Linked DNA regions of Hordeum vulgare: region 1 is linked to region 2. A link is a contact called in public Hi-C data. All regions are on one chromosome and are shown on one strand. Each heading gives the region's core, a stretch centred on a gene start, on an enhancer-like site or on the middle of the called end of the contact. The rest is flanking DNA. Distances are from core to core; before and after follow the strand shown. Region 1 has its middle 24 kb from the start of LOC123426734. Region 2 holds the start of LOC123430285.

The links. Hi-C and Micro-C count contacts between places; a contact is called where the count stands out from the background.
Region 1: a contact with region 2 is called in a Hi-C map of seedling, with 3 times the contacts expected there. The contact joins the enhancer-like site here to the promoter of LOC123430285 in region 2. A contact is called at or near these places in 2 of 6 Hi-C or Micro-C datasets (leaf and seedling) and 1 of 1 datasets of contacts at active chromatin or transcription factors (embryo).

Annotation. Positions count from the first base shown.
Region 1 is chr2H:477,268,352-477,276,091 of MorexV3_pseudomolecules_assembly, reverse strand. No RefSeq gene overlaps it. Among protein-coding and RNA genes, the nearest start is that of LOC123426734, 24 kb to the left of the region's middle. Within about 2 kb of position 2,366, at least 3 of the 3 cell types and tissues checked have open chromatin away from gene starts, as enhancers often do. A contact at or near this core is called in leaf and seedling, where this site is marked.
Region 2 is chr2H:477,093,962-477,101,516 of MorexV3_pseudomolecules_assembly, reverse strand. LOC123430285 reads right to left here and starts at 3,655. Exons shown (of 3, transcript XM_045114157.1): 1 at 2,943-3,655; 2 at 2,665-2,850; 3 at 1,694-2,119. The coding sequence starts at 3,464. The coding sequence ends at 1,826.

The DNA.
Region 1 (7,740 bases), core at 1,117-3,616, 180 kb before region 2:
AGGGGGCGAGGCGCAGGGGGGCCGCCGGGGCGAGGGGGCGAGGCGCAGGGGGGCCGCCGGGGCGAGGCGCAACGGGGGTGCCGGGGCGAGGCGCAGGGTGGCCGCCGGAGCGACGGGGCGAGGGGGCGAGGGTGCATGGGCTCAGCATAGCTGGCCTCAGCTCGCCTCTGCGGGGGTGCTGGGCTCAGCTATGCTGAGGCCCTTTTTTGCATAAGTTGATGCATGCTCTCCTCAGCCCATATACCCTACCAAACAGCGAAAAGTGGGTCGGGGAGGGAACTTTTGGACTCATACATTCTTCATGCAGGCTATCAAACACGCCCTTAATGCATGATCGGATTATTGCCATGCACCAGTTATACTATAGCTAGTAGTCCTACACTAGACGTGTTAATATTTACGAGACATGTGTAATGCTACGCATGTGTGCATGTTGATGGCCATTGTGCACGAGCTTGCTGCACTGCGTGCCATCAGAATACGTCGATGGTCGATTCCGCAAGGCGGTGGCGCAGCAACACCCGGCGGCATTATCGGAGCACCGGCTCACATGGCAGCGACGTTTGTACCGGCTCGTAGCACAAATGCGCGTTCATAGTGCTGGCTCATAATCATAGCCGCTCGTAGCACGATTGTGTCGTCACAACACCGGCTCACAACACAATGACGACATCGTTCCAACGGCTCGTAATCATGGCCACTCGTATTATGATGGTATTATCACATCATCGGCGCACAACATGGCACCGGCATCGCAGCGCAACACGACGGCGCCAGCAGGCTCCTAATCATGACCGCTCGCGGCACGTTGGCGTCATCGCGCCACCAGCTCAGAGCATGGTGACTGCGTCGCAACACGAGCTCGTAGCATGACGGCACCCTCACATCACCGATGCACCGGCTCACAATCATGACCGGTCACAACACGATGGCGTCGTCGCAGCATGAGCTCGCAATCATGGCCGCTCGCGACACGATGGCGTTATCCCAGCACCGGTTCACAACACAATGGCGTCGTCGCAACACCGGATCGCAATCATAGCCGCTGGCCACACAGTGGCGTAGTCACAGGACGACTCCGTCGTCGCAACACCGGCTCGCAACATCGGCTCGTAATCATGGCCACTCGAAACACAGTGGCGTCGTCACAGCACCGGCTCACAGCACGGCGGCACCCTCGCAACACCGGCTAGCAATCATAGCTACTCGCAACACGGCAGCGTCGTCGCAACACCCACTCGTAGCGTGGTGGCGTCGTCGCAGCACCGGCTCGGAGCACGGCACAGTCGTCGCAACACCAACTCGTAGCACACTAGTGTTGTCGCCACACTGACTCGCAACATGACAACATCCTCGCATCACCACGTAGCACGGCGGCACCCTCGCAACACCGGCTCACAATCATGGCCGCTCGCGGCATGATGACATCGTCGTAGCACCGACTCTTAGCACTGCGGCACCCTTGCAGTACTGGCTTACGACGTCCTTGCAGCACCGGCTCGTAGCATGGCGACACCCTCACAACACCGGCCTGCAATCATGGCCGCTCGTGTCACGGTGGGGGTGTCGCAACACCAGCTCACAATCATGGCCGCTAGTGATATAGTGGCATCGTCGCAACACCGACTCGCAACATGGTGGTGTCGTTGCAGCATGGCCTCATAGCACGACGGTGCCCTTGCAGCACCGGCTCTGAATCATGGTTGCTCGCAGTACGGTACACCATTGTAGTATCGGATCGCAACACGGTATCGTCGTCGAAGCATCAGCTAATAGCACAGTGGTGCTCTCACAACACTGGCACACAACACGTCGATGATAGTCGCAACATGGCGTTGTTGTAGCATCAGTCGGTAAATGACTGAATATATGCACGTAGCTTAAATACTAGTTGATACATGAAAAAGAGAAAAAAGTGCTGCATTGTAGCTAGCTTTCTCTCTACTGTACAATCAACATGAATGGCTCGATTCTTGACTGAATTAGAAGTAACATGCGAAACAGTGCGTCGTGGCCTTAGCACCCATGCGAATAAAAAAACAAACGACCAATGTGGAGAATCAGACGGCTGACTAAACGAACTTAGGGATCGATCGGGTGGCTAGGCTGCCGGCTGATCATAGGCGCAGATCAGCCGGCTGATTTGTAGCAGCGGCCTTATTTATTTTGCTCTGTATTTAAGAACGGAGGAAGTAATAATTAGTGTGCCCAATTTTCTTTTTTTAAAAGTTCCGTGCTGTAAAATAATCCGTAGTTGGTATTAGTTTGAGTGGTCAGTTGCGTTGTGTGGAAACGCGATATGGCTAGTTCGAATCTGTGTCGAGAGCCAATTTCTGCGTTGTTTTTCTCGCGGTGCGCTGTCGTGGGCCAGCCCACCTAGACGCTGCTGCGAGGGCCAGTTTTGTTGTGCGAAGGCGTACAATAGGAGGTCCCAGCGCCAGGGATCAAACACTTGAAGCGTTGGTTGCCAGGAAACAACAAATACAAGTACACCACCTCGCGCAATGAAGTAAATGTAGTTCGTTTTCCTTTTATCCTTTTTGAATAATTTTTAAATTTTTTAAATTTCCTTTTTCTCTGCTTGCTTTTCCCTTTTTCGTTTTCTTTCAATTTTATTTTTCATGATTTTTTAAAACAATGGACTTCTATTTTAAATAGATATTTTTTTCCGAATTCGGTGATTTGTTTTCTGTTTTGATGAACATTTTGTCAAAATTAATGTTTTTTTTAAAATCTGATGAACCTCTTAAAAACTTCAATGAATTTATTCCAATTATGATGCATATTTTTCAGATTCCAAGAACTTTTTTCAAAACCAATGAACTTTTTTTAAAATACGATGTTTTTTTTCCAAATTCAATGATTTTTTAAATTGTAGATTGTTTTTTCAAATTTGATGAACCTTTTAAAAAATTTAGTGAACTTTTCTTCAAAATCCATGAACATTTTTTATTTCAATTTTTTATTTTTTGCTAAGATTTCATTTTTCCATACTATTGAATGGATGACTAGTGTTTTCAAAGCTAGGGGCGTGTAAACGCGATCGATGGAGCAAACCCCACCAGTGATCGATGGACCAAACCATTGATGAAGCGCTCACCTGTATGGGCCGTCCCATGGGGTAACGATGCATGGGCGGCGGCTTAGGAAGCTGGCGCGTGCAGCGCCAACTAGGAGCTCCCCTTCATGCATTCGTTCCCCCCTCACCCGCTTTGGACCGGCTCAAGTGTGGGGCGGGGCGCCCCTTTTTTCTTTCTTCGTTCTAGTTCCTTTATTTTTTATGTTATTTTTATACTTTAAAAAAATGCTCATAATTTGTACAGAGGTTTCAATTTTGTAAAATAATGTTCAAAAATCATTTTTATATAAATCTTTGAAATATTATAAAATGTTTTCACAAAATTGGAAGAAGTTTTGGATTAGGAAAAAAATGTTCACGAGTCTCAAAATAATGTCTCGGATATTCAGTAAATTTTCATGATTAAGAAAAATAATGAATTCAAAAAATGTTTGTAATTTTTTTAAGACATAAAATTGTACAAAAGGGTATCGATTCTAAAAATGTTCGTGAATTACAAAAATTCTTCATCATCTTTTTAAATGTTTGGCGATTCAAATTCTTTATTGATTTAAAAAATGTTATTAGTTGGTGAAGGTTTTGCTAGTTGTTGTGCGGATCAAAGTTCACGAAGATCAACAAGAAGTCGATTGTCGCCACGAAGCATGTCGTTGTGTTCTCATCCACTGATGTGGGTTCGCAAATAGGTCGGGGGGGGGGGGGGGGTGATTAGACTATTTTACTAATTAAAACTTAACATTTTCTAATTTTAGTTATAGATAGATTTTAGCGATTAAGACAGATCGAGGTACACCCTACACACGCATATATAAGTAGTGGGTACTGGAAAGTAGAGACATTGCATGTGAAAGTAAAGAAAGGATCAGAGAAAACAAGCGCAATGAAGATACATAGATTTTTGACATGGTTTCGATAGGTGGTGCAATCGTACGTTCACGTTGATACAGACTTCAACCTATGTAGGGTAACGAGTGCGCGAGTCCACGAAGGACTCCACCCACGAAAGGTCCACGAAGAAGCAACCTTGTCTATTCCACCATGGCTTACGTCCACGAAGGACTAGCCTCACTCGGAAAAATCTTCAGAAACTACGCGATCTCCTTGCCCCTATAAATTTCTTAGTTCAACTCCACACTATTTGAAGAATTGCAAGCGACACCTAACCAATCTATGAGACACCAATCTTCAAAAGGTAATACATATTGTTTTGATGATGAACTATTTCCTCTTGTACTTCAGAAGATAGTCTACTCAATCACTCTTTTACAGAATTTGGCTTGATAGAAGAGAAGGCTTGGGTGGAAAGCAACTTGATAAGCTATAAATTAAGGATCATATGGTTGGAGTGGAATGCCTTTATCTCAACACAAGTGTAGGTGGTTCTCTCTCAGAAAATGGATATGAGCAGTGTATGTTTCGTCCTGGTTGCTCTAACCAAGAGTAGCTGGTGGTGGAGGGGTATATATACCATCACCAAAATTCTAGCAGTTACTCACTTTATGTGCAACTCAATGGACCCGACATGAAATCTCGAAGGCACTGAGTAGTGCAAAAGATTCGAACGTTAGACATTGGGTGAGGGAGTCCGGGAATCTCGGGTCCTCGAGCGGCCGGTTAGTCAATGACAAGTGGGCCCATTGGGCCGTGCTGTAGAAGATCGGGCCTTCTGACGACCTTTCCCGTGGAAGGAGTATCCCAAAGATTGGTGTGTACTTTAAGCTTAGAAAGACTATGTCGGCTCATCTATTCCCGATTATAGTCGGTAACTTGTAAACCCTAGGGTACCTGCTGTCTATATAAACCAAAGGCCCCTATCCGTGTAGAGGAGGCTGAATCATCTAGGGTTTAGCATATATGATCTCGAGGTAGATCTACTGTGTAATCATCTTCATAAATACAATCAAGCAGGACATAAGGTATTACCTCCATAGGAGGGCCCGAACCTGGGTAAACCGCTGTCTCCCCCTTCTTCCTACAACCCATAGATCTAAGGACCACAGTTCGGGACCCCCTACCCGAGATCTGTCGGTTTTGACACTGACATTGGTATTTTCATTGAGAGTTCCGATGTTGGATCGCCGAGGAGATCGATGGCTCGCCTAAACGTGAGTGACTGAATCAGCAACAGAGACATCTTTGTCCTCGGACAAGTTCTCTCGTTCGGCACCATTACGCTGCACACAAACCCAACCGACCGTCTTGGCCAGATCGGAAGCTTCCTCCCCGATCAACAAACGAGGTGAGGGAGTTTCGAACCCCCAACCCATCCGCGGACCAATCTTTTCCTCGCAAGAATCCCGGCTTCGGCCAATGAGATAAAAAAACCCGAAGCTTTAACTTCGGGTCCCGCGTTCGGCCATGTCTTCGGATCCCTCTCTTTCGAAGAGTCGGCCCCTAGATCAGACCTGACTTGGATGCCTGGATCACAACAAACGGCTTTGACCGAACATGCCTCCCTCACGGCGGCCCCGGAGGTTAACTCCGACAAACATCCGATGATGTATGAGGACGAGCCCTCGGCATTAAATGAGATGCTCGGGCTGATCCAATCGTTGCACATGTCAACCAGCCCGACCCGTTCGCAGTACGGCTTGGAATATGGGGACTTCTACAGCCCACCCACCACCCACTTGGTAGCAAATGTAGAAGACTTAACCGATGCATTAGAATACGGCTCAGAGGAGCTTGAGGGCATGGACTATGAGGCCAAGGAACCCACTCCACAAATACAGGGTGATGGGCCACCGCATTCACTTATGACATCTACATGGTGGACACGCCCGGTAACAATGGTGACCTCCCCCTCAGCCAAACGATGACAAATTCGGGGAGGAGAATTCAAAACACCGAAAGTAGCGTAAGCGTGCTAAGGCGAACAAGGGAAAAGTCTGTGCGGAAGGCACTGGGGAAAATAAAACCCTAGAGGACGATGGTAACCTCAGAATACCAGAACATCCGCTAGAGGATGCAGACCAACCCGAGGAGCAAGACGACCCCGACGACATCAATAGGTTGGATGATGATGATTACCCCCTGTCAACGACTACTCGGAGGACGAAGACTTCGCAGTACCCGAGGACCTCGGAGGTGAGGAAGAATTTCAGCAGTTACTCCTAGCTACTGCTCGAAGCTTAAAGGCAAAGGAGCGTCAACTCCAGGCCGAACAAGACACCTTAAACACCAGGTGGGCCAAGGTACTGGCCGCCGAAGAAGAACACAACCCTGGATGGCTCGATAAGAAGAAAAGTTACCCACGTCACCGGTTGATGCCACAATTCGATGACGAGGCTACAAAGCCCGCATCCCCAAGCACACATATTACGACTTGCCTGGCCGCCCGCCTCGAGGGCACGACAGGGTGGCGTGGGACGCCGAATACTATCCTGGGCCGCCCCGCGGAAAGGTGAAGGAAAAAGTGCACCCTCGTGGCAGAAACAACCTACGATACAACCGGGATAACAAGACATGCCGCACCAGGCCCAGGTATGGGTCTAGAAGGTACTCCCCCACTAGATGGGACAAAGAGCCACCTCGGGTCCCCTACTACGCGAGAGACAGGAATTCATACTGGACTCAACCCAAAGCCGACCTTCGGCACAAGATAGTACAGACTAGAGGCGCCGCACACCCACTATGCTTCACATACGAAGTAATGCAACATCAATTTCCAGAGGGATTGAAACCCGTCAACATCGAACAGTACGAGGTAACTATGGATCCCGTCGTGTGGATAGAAGACTTCCTTTGCCACATTCACATGGAGACAGGAGATAATCTTCACGCCATCAAATACTTGCCCCTCAAGTTGAAAGGGTCAGCACGACACTGGTTAAACAGCGTGCCCAAGGGCTTGATCGAAAGTTGGGAAGAACACGAAGAAGCCTTCCTGTCCAATTTCCAGGGGACCTACGTCCGACCCCACGATTCCTCCGACCTAAGTAATATCGTCCAAAAGGCAGGCGAGTCGGCCAGAGAGTTCTTGAATCGGTTCTTAACGAAGAAAAAACAAATTGTAAATTGCCCGGACGCCGAAGCAATAGTCTCTTTCAAGCAAAACATCCAAGACAAGTGGTTGGCCCGCCAGCTCGGATAGGACACGGTGAGGATAATGTCCTCCCTCACTTACCTCATGACCCGCTTTTGTGCGGGCGAAGACAACTGTCTAGCTCGACGGAGTCACAACTCAGACGATCCTGGAACCTCTAAAGTTCGGGACGGAAACATCAAGTCGAGGAAAAACAAGAAGAAACACCGTCTCCGAGCTGGCGATGCCGATGACACAATAGTAAATGCTGGGTTCCGCAGTGCCAAGCCAGGACAACGGAAGAAACCCTTCAAAGGGAACAAAGAGGGGCCAACCCAATCGGAAAAAAAATGATGGAACGACCCTGTCAAATCCACGACACTCAAGATAATCCAGCCACTCACACCAACTCTAACTTCTGGTATTTAAATAGGCTGGCAAAGCAGCGGTCGAAGAACAAGGCCAGAGCCCCTGAAGCAAAGACGACGAGGAGCCGTGTGGCCCGAACAACGGGGCCCAAAAACAGTTCCCTCCCGATGTAAAAACCGTAAGCATGATTTTCGTGACACCCATATCCAAGAAGGAGCAGAAGAGAGCCCTCCGAAAATTCTACGTCGTAGAGCCTCTAGCTCCAAAA
Region 2 (7,555 bases), core at 2,406-4,905:
AATGGTCGTCCATCATACTAGTGTTTCTGGAGCCGTCTTGGAACTATACATTCATAAGTAACTGTAGTTGGTTGCTTATCAGTAAACTTAAAAGCATGAAATCACTTGTCCCTGTAAAAAGGAAGGCATTCTCTTTAGACTACTTACAATAAAGAAAAATATAGAGTAACAACATGAATATATTATCAGTCTAGGTTACGACGGTGACGGAGCGGCTACGTGAACGCACTTGGATGCGCGACATTGGTGATGCCCTGGGCCCCGTGGCCCTTGTGCAATACGTTGAACTCTGGCGCATGCTGCAACATAGAACTCTTGATGGTGGTCCGGACGAGCTGCGTTGGAGGTGGACGGAGTCCAGCGTCTACTCGGCCAAATCCTATTACGTGGACCTCTTCCATGGCTCTATGCTAGATGCATCTTGAAAGTTTAACATGAAAGATGTAGCCCCTCCTACGCATCAAGGTCTTCATGTGGCTTGTCTTGCATGATCATTGTTGGACGATGGACCTTCTTGCTCGACGTAGGCAACCACACAACGATAGGTGTGCACTCTGCGACCAGGCTACCGAAGACATTCATCACTTCTTAGTTGCCTGGCTGTTTCGGCGACAGGTATGGCACGAGGTCCTTTCATGGTGTCACTCGACTGCTACGATCCCGGACACATCGTTCGTGGAATGGTGGACCACTGCATGATCCACATCCCTCGCCGTCCTCCGAAAAGGGCTCAACTCCACCATCGCACTCACTGCATGGACGATCTGAAAGCATCGAAACAGTTGTATCTTCGATCACCATCAGCCATCCACCGCGAGATTATTGCAGTGCATCCAAGAAGACGTGCGCCTATCGGCTAGCGTCGGTGCCAACGACTTGGCAATTATGATTTCTGAGAGATAGAACTCTTTTGATGTATTGGGGACGAGCAGTCCCTACATCTCACTGCTCCGGTTCTTTGGGCCCGCGCCGGCCTGTGTACGTGTGGCTCTTGTAACTGAAAGTTGTACGTTTTCACCTTTTCTATCAATGCAACGATCCGCAATCTTTGCGTATTCGCGAAAAAATTAATCTAAGCTACTATCTCCACAGTGGATAGTAACATAGGGATAATAACAACGAGTCTTTTATTTATTAGCTTATAGACTCATCTTATCTTGGTATACGTTAATACTCATAGTTAAGCTAAGTTACTCAAATTTTTTTCATTAATTAGTTATCACATCACATTTTTTGTTTAGATGGCATCATAATTAATTGTCACATCATAATATGAGTACTACTACTTCCATTATAGATAGTTTTACGGTTTATTGGAGCAGTCAGCTGCCTCCTCCACCCACCCTGGAGCCGCCATGAGGCATCACCTCCTTCACATCCCTTCATACTATTTCCAAATTTAAGGTAGGCCTGTCGGTTCAAACGTTTAGGATAAAGTGAAGGTTCGGTTAATTTTCTTTTTTTACGGGACACTGACGTTACGAACGTCTAAGAAAAAGGTAAAGGGTCTGGCTGAAGATGCTCACTGAGGAGAGCAACGTCCGCTAAAAACGGAAGCAACACCGGCTTCACGGCAACCACGCCTTGCGCACACATCACAAAACCCACGCCATACCGTCACCGTCCATGAAAAAATGCGGCAAGAAACGCGTGATCATTCATATCCATCCCGATGCTGGCGACAAAATTCATCTGTACATACACAACAGACATGCTGTTCTCTCTTCAAAATAGTAATAATCCACGTAATATTACATTAGACACATTACATAAGACATGCAGCAAGAAGAAGAAGAAAGAAAAGATGGCAGGTCAGGTAGGGTGGCTAGACGTGGGTGCAGGATTTCTTGAGGGAGACGACCTTGCCCAGCTTGGTCGTGTCCAGGCGGACGCTGCACTGCACGTTGTTGTAGAAAGTGGGCTTGACCAGCTTGCCCAGCACGCCCGCCCGCGCCCTGATCCTTAGCGTCAGCTGCAGCGGCACCGGCGGAGGCGGCACGCCCTTAGGCCCTGGCGTGCTGCTCAGCCCCGCGCCGCCGCCGTACAGCGGCACCTTACTGCCCACCACCGTCACCGCCACCTTGCGCTGGCTCTTCCTTGGCTGGTAGAAGTACTTCATCTGTCACAAACAGTTGGATCAGGATTCAGAAGTACTGTCTTTAGACGGTTTTGTAGCATGAGTTCACAACAGGAATGGGATCTCAACCCAATTACCAAAAAGAAAAAGAGAAAGGAAGAATACGAAGTTGATTTCTGTAAATACTGTATATATGAACTGGATGACAGCAACTCGGGATGACGATGTCCTGTTCGAGTTTTTCAACAGTGTTGAGTGGCCTCTGCTTTTGTAGCTATCAGCAGGACGTTGTCATGGCTAAAAAACACCCGTTTGTTTTGGTCAATGTGCAGCTGTGGTCCAAAGTTCGCAATCTAGAAACCACAAGACTGACTTCTTGCGTTTCCAATGTGAAAATGTGCATTCACAATACGACTCTTTGACGTAAATGTACCGCTTAAATTTTTTATCTTGACAAGAAATTAATCGCCTCGGTTGTTCTCCAAGCTGAGGATTACTACCATTGGATCCGTCCATCAGACGAGATCGATCAAAGAAACAGAGAATCGGTAGTACGAGGATGCGCGCGTGAATGAATGAATGCTTACATCGCCGGAGGCCATGAGGAGCTGGGAGTAGTAGAGCGTGACGGGCTGCGCCGTGACGTGCACGCCGAAGAAGCTCCCCGTGTTGCGGAACGTGAGCCTGACGGTGGCGTTGATCGTGGACATCTCCGTGGGCACCAGCGACGCGTCCGTCCCCGCCTGGATCACGAAGTTGTGGAACGTCACGCTCTGCGCAATCAACGCAGAGGAACCATCAGTTGTTGCAAGACAAGATGAATCACGAATCCGGCGACACGGAGGAACTGAGTGAGAGTACGTACGTTGACGGAGACGACAGGCTTCTGGTTGCGGCTGGCGCCCCAGAGGACGAGGGCGAAGAAAGCGAAGAGCACGAGGAAGGCGCCGACGAAGCCGAGCCCGTAGCGCACCTTCTTGGGGAGAGCGGAGAAGCCGCCGGCGCGGCCGTCGGCGTCGTCGTCGTCCTCCATGAGGAGCCCTTCCTCCTCGATGGCCGCCTCCTTCATCCAGGGGCTGCGGCGCGCCGCCTCGCCGCCGCCGCCGCCACCCCCGCCGCGCTTCCCGCCTCCGCCGGCGACGCCGCGGCGGGAGGAGCCGGCGGAGGGGACCTTGCCGGAGAAGCGCGAGGAGGAGGACTCCCTGGAGTGGTTCCCGAGCGAGCGCGGCGGGGACGCGGCCGGGGAGGAGTGGAAGGAGGAGGCGGCCGTCTTGGAGTGGTTCTCGCCGTCGTCGTGGCTGGGCGACTGCACGTAGTAGGGCGCCCGCGGCGGCGACGACGGCGCCAGGCTCGACGTCACCTCCGAGTCGGTCTTGGCGTGATGCATTGCGAGAGCGTCCGGCGTCTCGTCGTGCGTGCGCCCTCTCTCCTCTCTTCTCCCCTTGGTGAGTGTTGGTCGTCGTCTCCTTGGGCGCGGCCACGTGCGGGGTTGGCTCTTGTAGCGAGCGTGGATGTGTCGTGTGTGCAGTAGTGCTCGCCCACCTCTGTCTGGCGTGGGTTTGTGGCGTGCGCGGAGGGTCGGGTGGGTCGGGGCGGACGTGTTGGGAGATGTGCGTCCGCGTCCCGGGATGACTTCCGGGGGCGGGGCGGGGCGGGGCGGCGGCACCCGGACCCGGAGGACGCGGATCCGCTGCTGCTATAACGATAACGATGGGCGCTCCTACGCATTCGTCAACCGTATGTAGAGCGTGATCCCGAACGGGTGGGTTTAGCCGTTTAGGCCACTTGCTTTGCTTAATCTGGACCGTCAATTCAGGACCCGATCGATTTGCTTACGCGCTAAGTTTTCCCTTCTAACTGAGATTGACTGGTGGTAACGACATGGGGGTGGGGTGGTTGCACCGATGACCACAAAGGGTTTCGCAGCCGTCATTAGTTAACGCACTATCAAATCAAGAAGAACAAGAAAAGTGTCTTTACAAATCCAATCGCTATCCATGTAACAGGTATGGTATCTCTCATTTTTCTTGTTCAAATTGTTTACTCGAATCATAAAATAAAGAGAGAAGATATCGTGGATGTTGTGAGCTAATTAATCTGGCATCATAACATGTACTTAAAATTATGAAAAAGCTATGAAGTTGATGTCGATTCTTTACAATTTCCGAGTGAACGCTTTATCTACGGTAGCACGGATCTTAGCGCAAGACTGGACACCACGTCACTTTTTGCGGTCGTTTGCTCGGGCGGGTGGAATGGGCGATGGTAGCCCCAGATGTGATGATTGACGATGCGACGAGGATCTGGTGGCACGGGGACCCCACAACGGTTGTGCGTGATCGTATTTGGACCAATACACTTCTTGACTCAAACTCGTGAGAGGATCTTTAATGAACTATTCATTTCACAAAAGAAAAAAAAATTGTGAAGTAGCATGCAATCAACATTGGCCACATGAGGGAGAAGGCTAAGTATTTTTGCGAAGCTCTAGCAATGTGATGAGTTTGGTTTGATTCCACTTATGGAGTTCAATAGTGACTTTGATGGTACTTTGGTGGCTCAGCTCTTTGCCACTGTCCACTTTGCAATGATGAAGCTCGGGCACTCATTTGAATGACTAAGGACAAACACTTCTCTGCTCTTTGGAGGGGTTTTGTTTGTATTCTCGGTTATGATGACAAGGGCTTAGAGGAAGCTATGGACTTTTGCCCTCATAAAGTTTCAGAATGCCGATAACAAGGATGTGCTTATGGATCTTTATGTGCAAGGGAGAGGTGTTGCAAGTCATTCCATTTGACGCCCTCGATTTGATCGTACAGTAATCATATACGCAAACGTGTACGATCAAGCTCAAGGACTCCTAATCAATATCACAACACAACTCTATACACAAAAATCAAACATAAAGGTATATATGACAAGCCAAGCCACGAGGGCTTGAGTACATTAGTTAGCGGAAGCAACAACTCCTGAGTATAGACATTAAGTAAACAAGTTTTGTCTTAAGAAGGCTAGAACAAAAGATACACTAATCGAAAAGGCAAGGCCTCCTGCCTGGGTGCCTCCTAAATACTCCTGGTCGTTAGCGACCCCCACGTAGTAGTAGGCTCCATCGGGATAGTAGCTGTCGTCGACAATAGCATAAGGCTCGTGGGATCCTCCATCTAATCGCAACAATCGGGTAGAAGAACATAGGGGAAAAGGAAGCAAAGCGACTGTGAGTACTCATCCAAAATACTCATGAGACTTACATCGGGTCTAAACTACATATGCATTAGTATCAAATAAAAGGGATAGTATATGTGGACTAAACTGTAGCATGCCAGAATAAAGGGGGGAAGCTAGTCTTGTCGAAGACTACTCTTCTCGTAGCCATCATCTTGCAGCATGAGAAGAGAACAGATTTCATAGTAACAAGTATCAACGTATAGCAATAATCCTAACTCAGAGATCCTCTCCTCGTCTCCCTAAGAGAGAGAGCGATCGCCGAGTTGTATTTGTCACTTGTCTGGATGTATTTTATTAAGTATCCAGTTCTAGTTTTAAGAGATCGGAATACAACTCCAAATCATGTTATCGTGGACACATCTATTCGAATAGTTAATTCATCCCTGCAGGGGTGCATCACATTTTCCCAACATGCTTGATACCCTCTGGCAGGATACACTTTCCTGGGTCATGTCCGACCTCGGGACATCAACACGTTGTAGCCTCACCTAGACTCAACAGAGAGGCCAGCCTGTCGGACTAAATCCTATGCATGCATGGGTCTTGGGCCCATCGCCCTTTGTACTCCTGCATGTTGCGTGGGCGACCGAGATCAGTCCTGACGACCTCCTTTACAAGGCAGGTGCTTACGCAGACCACTCGGGCGCGCGCCACTCCAATTCTGACGTACGAAGAGCTTCGGCTGATACAACGACGACGAGTACCCATAACTGTTCCCGCGTGAAGTTAGTGCGTATAGGTCAATCGACCAACTCAGATCAAATATCCAAACTTGTTAAGCGTGTTATTATGAAATAATTGCGGACAACGACCAGGGACCAGGCCCACCTCTCTCCTAGGCGGTCTTAACATGCCCTGTCGCTACGCCACAAAAGATCCACACAGGAGGGCGTCAGGGAAATGTCCTTTCAGCCCCTAGTCTGTGAATCACTCATCGGTACTCTATGAGCCGACCCGACTTTAGTCACATCAAGTATCATTTATAGTATGTATATATATACTCGTGATCATCTCCCTTAGGGGATCACGGGTCGATAGTATAGCATAGCAGGCGGACAAGAGTGTAGGGCCACTGATGGAGTACTAACAAATCTATACTAGGCATTTAGGATAACGTGTAAGAGTATCAACAATAGTACTAAGGTCAGGCTATGCAACAGTATATGATCAAACCGATAAGACGACGACGACGACCTCTAAGAGTCCATCAAACTTGGTGTGTGTCCCAGACCCGATATGAGGCTCGATTGGGGCCTCCAACTGTAGACGTTTGGTTTTGGTGCGAGGTTTGTTTGATATTTGGCTCGGATCATCGACACTCCTTCAACAAGTGGTTAGGAATAGCGACAAATATTGTAAGATAGTGGCTTCAGACTTACCGATATATTACTTTGTAAAATCTTTATAAATAATTAATAAAACGATCACATGCATCTTTAGATGCAAAGATCGGAGGGTCATCCTCCTTTAGGCCTTGTTTGGTAGAGGTGGATCTAAGAGGGTTGGAGGGGAGGGGATTTCACGGGATTTGGTGAATCCCCCTCTTACACCCAATCCCCTCAAATCCACTTCAAACCCCTCCAATCACAATCCGCGCCATATGAATCACATGTTTGATAGGCAGGGATTGCAATATTGTGAAACGTCTAAAAATGTAATCTTGTACCAAAAAGAGCTTGCTACAAAATTGTAAAGGTCTCCAAATAAAAATGTGAACTGCTACACGGGGTAATGTTGTAGCAACAACGCAATTTTGCATGAATTTGAATTGCTATCTCATCACATGCATGGAGTGTAACACAACAAGAACATAAGTTTTCGTAACATCATTACTTGGAATCAACATGACATGTGTGATCTTACAAAGCAACAACATTTCACACAGCCACAAAATATTTGTATCCAGCAACACAGAGCACTTGTGCAATTGCTCATCATCAGTTTTATCCAGCTTTTGAGTGTCCAACAAAGATAACAAAGATAGTGCAACACAGCATAATATAACACATGTGTGATCATCCAACTTTTGAGTGTCCAAAAAGTTCTATCCATCCAACTTATTTAGTGTTGCTTCTTTGAGTGCCTAGAACCCGATGAAACAAAAAGAGATGAACATGGGGTGCTACTTTTGCATGGGAAACAAAAAGAGATGAACCTAATGAAACAAAAAGAGATGAACAAGCTCCCTGTGCTCACAAAAATAGGGGTGGCTCACTAGTGGCCTGAGCAGCTGATGAAAACAAGATCAAA